Regions from separate parts of the Rattus norvegicus genome. Here region 1 is linked to region 2. The links are chromatin contacts, called in public Hi-C maps. All regions are on one chromosome and are shown on one strand. The core of a region is the stretch at or near the end of the contact, and the rest is flanking DNA. Distances in the headings are between cores, read along the strand shown.

Region 1 (2,700 bases), core at 200-2,699, 53 kb before region 2:
TCCTTTTCAGGTAGCTGCCATTCCTCAGGCCCAGAATGCTGCTGTTGCCCTGGGCTACTTCCAGAGCCGGGTGTCTGAACAAGTGTATTATGACTGACAATGTCTGCATACAGTGGCCAGAAGGAAGTACAGGCCGCCCCAGGTACATGGAGAAATGTGTGTATTTGGCTGCTTCTGTGACTCCCTTAGATGTTGTTGGGAGGCTCTTTTTACAGTTCCTCATGCTCAGAAACTTGAACTTCATACCAGAAGGTGAAAATGTCTGTATAAAGGCAGAAAAGACTTTGTTTGAAGCAGAGCCTAGCAGCTACAGTATAAGTGAAAACCATCCTCCCTGTTCTTTCGCAGACACGGCTGCGTTATTCTTCCCGATTAAGCTGAGGATCTGTTTGTTAAACTTTAGCCAACCCTTCCTCTAAACTGGGATTTTATTTGCAGTTCATCATATTTATAGATTACATGGATAAATAAATGTATAAATAATTCAGAAATGGATTAATAGTTTTAACATAGGGTTTGTCACTGAGGAGGAAGAGTCAGACCTCTGGTGCCACAGTTTCAAAGCTGCTGTGATTTCCCAACCTCTCTTCTTTAAGTAGAAACTCTTCAATTATGGACAAGAAGGACACAGTGGCTTTGAGAGCTGGAGTGGGCGCTGTAATAAGGCAGGACAAGATTCGGGGATGTTAGAACTTAGACAGCATTTAAAATTGCTGACCTGGCAGATAGAGAGTCTTGTTGTCAGGCTCCCGAAAGGAAACAAATTGCATGTCTCTCAACAAGGCATTTGCTGAAAGGCAAAGATCTAATTTTGAGCAGTAAAAGATAAACACTTGAGGCCACTAGGCCTCCTGGAGGAGCTCCTGGAGTCAGGGAGTCACTGGACAGTTGACGTCAGGATGCCTCTGTGCTCCGCAGAGGGGTACTATGGACCACAGGAAAGTGCATAGATAGTTTGCTGGAAATCTCAGGCTCTGGGCAGGTTATGTGACCTCTCTGTGTACCTCAGTTCCCTTATCTGTAAAATGGGAACAATAATGGTACCCAGTTGACAGGACTAGATGAGCTGTTGTTATAACTCTAAACAAGGCATAACTACAGCGAGGCCAGTTGGTCTGTGTCATTACAGCACAAAGTTGCTGAAAGAAAATTCAATGTGTGTTCATTGTGCTGGTCACAAATTTACAGATGGTAGTAACCTGTGTCCCAGACAAACCTGCACCGAATTCCCTCCCCACCCAGTGAAGCTCCTGCCTGGCCCTCAGCTCAGACCCTCAAACTGGGGGAGCTCTGGTACCAGCAGTACTGTGAGCTGGTGAAACACACGCCTTCAGCATGAGCTCCGGGCTCCCGTGGACTAATCACACTGCTTTTCTTGAGTAAGAGGCCTGAACTTTGTGCTGGTTTCTTCGGCAAGGCACCTTACTTCCTTGTGGCGATGCAATCTCAAAGGCCACTCTTGGACATCAGCAGCCAGATAAGGAGTTATGACTATGTTTCTAAAGAATGGGGTTGGGTAACAGGAGCTCAGAACTTCCCCCTTTGGGTGAAGAGACACCCACCGCAGCCCAGATGGCTGTGTACGACATAGGCATGTATGTGTTTATGTCAGTGCATGGGTGTATATGGAGTGCCAAAGCTGACATCCTGCGTCTATCTTTCTCAGTTACTGAGTGAGGCAGGGTCTCCCAACATCCCTAGAGCTGGAAGACTCAGTCAGTCTAGCCAATCAGCTTCCCACCTGTAGAGCTCTGGGACGGATCTCCCACACCCACATGGCTTTACAGGGACACTAGAGGGCTATACGCTGGTCTTCATGCTTGTTGGGCAAGTATTTTATCCACAGAACCATCTATCTCCCCAGCCTGGTAGAGGTTTTCAAAGGGGTGGGGTGGGGTTACATAGAGACATAATTGTTTCAGACTGGAAAAAAAATGAAAATACTCAATTCTAATGGTCTGTGGTTATTAAAAACACACGCCAGGTGTTTTGAGTTGAGTATCTTAGAACTGCAGGTAATGTCAAACATATTTGTTACTATTATTATGTGTGTTCATGTGCATGGAGGGATGCTCATGCCACACCATGCATGTCTATAGAGGTTAGAGGACAGCTGTAGAGTTGGGTCCTGCCTTTCACTGTGGGCTTGGGATTTGAACTCAGGTCACTAGGCTCCTGTGGCCAGAACTTTGTCTCAACGCCCAACTCTTTAATATCTTTTGTTGTTGTTGTTGTAGTTAATTTCTAATGTTAGCGTATTCAACTCCAGGAGATGTCAAGGGGCATGTGCGGAGAGAAAACAGAAGCGAGGGAGGGGGCTTAACAACATCAGGTACTATAATGGCAAGGAACCCATGTTAAAATGTCAAAGAAAGGGCTGGAGAGATGGCTCAGTGCTTAAGAGCAGTGACTGCTCTTCCAGAGGTCCTGAGTTCAAACCCCAGCAACCACATGGTGGCTCACAACCATCCGTAATGAGATCTGATGCCCTCTTCTGGTGTGTCTGAAGACAGCTACAGTGCACTCATTATATAATAAATAAAATCTTTTAAAAAATGTCAAAGAAGTCACACTGAATGCAGAAGCTGTAGGTAGAAGTGGTTCAGATAGATGAAGAATGGATGCTCCGTAGAACGGGAGAGAGGGTGTCAGCCTCAGAGAGGAAGGGAACCCTAACGGGAGGTTAAAGGTGAGGACCTT
Region 2 (2,700 bases), core at 106-2,605:
CCCTGGGAACAAGACAGAGGCTTCATCCTCTCTCAGCCAAGTTCAAGGTGAATGGACACAAATTCGAAAACCATCTCTTCCTCCCAGTCTGTCATTAAAATCAATCCTGCCTCAGTCCTCCAAGTTCTGGGGTTACATATGCAAACAATCATTCTTAGTCTGCTTTTTTTTTTTTTGAGAGAAGCTCTCCCGTTGTAGTCCAGGTTTGCTGAGAACCCACTATGTAGCCCATGCTGGCCTCAAACTCATAGCTGTCACCCTTGACAAGCTTTCTGAGCTCTGGAAATTCAGGGGTAAACACCACACCTGGATTTTCCCCCAAGGGTCCACCTGGGCTTGGACTTGGGGGATCTTCTTCAACTCAGGACAGGTCCTGAGAAATGCAAAACCTTCTTCTCCAGCACACAAACCCTCAGAAGACAGACCTTGGGAAATGTGCACATGGGCTCATCTTCTCATGAATATTGAACACATCATGAATATTTATCAATGGAATTGTGTCTCCCTAAGATGATCTCATTTGAATTCTCAACATGCGTCCTTTAGAATGTGACCAGGACCTGAGACAGGGACTTTTCAGAGCTAACCAAGTAATGACACAGTCACTAGGGTGGCCCTCATTGAATAGGATTGGTGGTGTCTGTCACAAGAGGGGAAGTTTGGGGACAGACACCAGCACAGAAAGCTGTGTGAAGGTGAAGGTTGACTTTGCTTTGACCAGTCAAGGGTGCCAGGGTTGCTGACAGTATCCAGGGAGAAGGATGGCTGGCTACTTCCCAGATCTTCCAGACACCTTGATCTTGGGCTTCTGGCCTTCTGTCTGTGAAGGGTTGGAAGGGAAAGCACGGACTCTCTGCAGGACGTGGGGCTTCCTTTATTCCTGACCTTTTTTCCTCAGCCCTTTGTGGCTTTCTATGACCTTGGCTGTGAGCCTCTTTCTTGGAGGAGCCCTTGGGTCCACTACTGTTCTCCATGTGGCTATGGGCACAGCAGCCTTGGCTATTCAGGAGTGAATGTAGCTCTTTCTATCCATTCTCCAGGTTTGGGAGGGTCGCAGGTGTTCGAGAAGGCCCACTCCAGAGCCAGCCTGCTAGGTAGCTTGGTATGTCAGTGCCTGTGAACTGAAGGCTCAGACAGTCATCCGTTCCTCCATCTAGTTCTCAGGTGATGGCTGCCACCCAGCTGGATCCGAACTCCCACTCTGCACCCCGCTGGGCTCCCTGCACTGAGTTTCCAAAAAGGTGTTCATAATGCATGCTTTGTCAGGCTGGCATGAGGGTGAGCAGTGCTGCAGTCAGCATTAGGGAAGCTAAGAGCATCAAAAGAACCAGAGGACTGAGTCACTGTGCCTGCTGGCGCTTCCGGATGTGCTTGAGAGCTTGACCGCGGACCGAGTGATGTTCCTCCCTGGGTAACTGCTGAGTCAAAGGCTGCATTGTTGCTGGAGTCCATTGATGGACATTCCTGTGTGCCTCTCGGCAAACAGCTGCCCTGGTGTGTGAGCCGCTGCTCGTGGAAGTGCCATGTGCCCGCTCCCTTGCCAAGCTTGGATACGACCGGTCTGCTGATCCGCTTTCTGTGGGGGCTGTACCAGTACTGCGCACACTGGGAAGCTTGCGTCCTGACTGCCCGTCTCTGAGAGTTCTCAGTGAATTGGATTTTTTTTTCTTTCAGGTTTATAAATTAAGGATTCAAAGCAACATCTCTACGGAAATTATTTCACCCAGGATTTCATATGAAGATGGCTTTGATCGTCAGGAGCTCACCCTGCCCCGCCAGACCCCACCTCCTGGGTGTGGTATAGTAGCTATCAAAGGTGATGTAGCAATATAGGGATTTCTTGGAATGTTGTGAGGATTCTCTTCACAATTTATGTCAACACCGAGCTGGGGAGGTGCCAGTGGGCACGAATACACGACGCCTTCCCTATTCTCTGACCGTAATTCAGCAAGTCTCGCTGTGGATCTACCATGGTTCCCTAGGTTTCTTGCAAACAGGACTTCAAGGCAAAAGTGCTGGGTATGGAGGTAAAAGGAAGAGAAAAACCAAAGTTGCTTGGGCAGCTCGTTTGTGCCTTCTTGACAACAGCGTTGGGCAGGGGCGTTAGTGTGGAAGTGAGCGGCAAGGAAAATGAGACCATGACCAAGAACAACACAGGGTGTGATAGAGCGCTGGCCCTGCAGGGACCAGGCCCAGGGTTCCAGCTTCAGCACTGCAAGACCAAAATCAAAGCCAGAAACAAAGCAAAGGAAACAGACCCACAAACCACACAGCCACCGTTGCTGGATAAGGAATGTGAAATACCACATTCCGCACAACAGCAGTAGCAACAAATGTAAGGGAAACGTATACACAGCAGGCAAATAAGTGGATTTCGGGAGAGATTTAGCAGCCCGTGAACAGAATCGTACAGAAATAACAAGAGTGAAAGCCTGCAGTATGGTTCACCCAGGAATCCAGTAAGGAGGTGGAATGGACAGAGGGATACTTAGTTACACTAAAAGGCGAAGGAAAGGAAGAACAAAAGATTAGACTCCGAGAGGATGGTTGCTGAGCTCTGATAGTTGGAGGTCGGGTCTCCTTTGCAAGGAGAAAGGGCTCAAAGTTGGCCTTGCAAGCCTTTGTAGCCCTTGACAACCGGCAGCAGGGGACAGTGGCAACAGGCCCTAGGGAGCAGTTGCAGGTGGCTCTTTCTAGCAT

Evidence for each region. A called contact is a pair of places that touch in the nucleus more often than the background predicts.
Region 1: a Hi-C map of the A7r5 cell line shows a contact between it and region 2, with 2.4 times the contacts expected there. The contact joins two enhancer-like sites. A contact is called at or near these places in 7 of 12 Hi-C or Micro-C datasets (the A7r5 cell line, kidney, liver and 3 more).

What each region holds. Positions count from the first base shown.
Region 1 is chr9:99,077,665-99,080,364 of GRCr8, reverse strand. It overlaps a transcript of Lrrfip1 not described here. Among named protein-coding and RNA genes, the nearest start is that of Lrrfip1, 12 kb to the left of the region's middle. Within about 2 kb of position 1,449, at least 5 of the 93 cell types and tissues checked have an H3K27ac peak or open chromatin away from gene starts, as enhancers often do. A contact at or near this core is called in the A7r5 cell line, where this site is marked.
Region 2 is chr9:99,024,761-99,027,460 of GRCr8, reverse strand. No RefSeq gene overlaps it. Among named protein-coding and RNA genes, the nearest start is that of Rab17, 12 kb to the right of the region's middle. Within about 2 kb of position 1,355, at least 14 of the 93 cell types and tissues checked have an H3K27ac peak or open chromatin away from gene starts, as enhancers often do. A contact at or near this core is called in the A7r5 cell line, where this site is marked.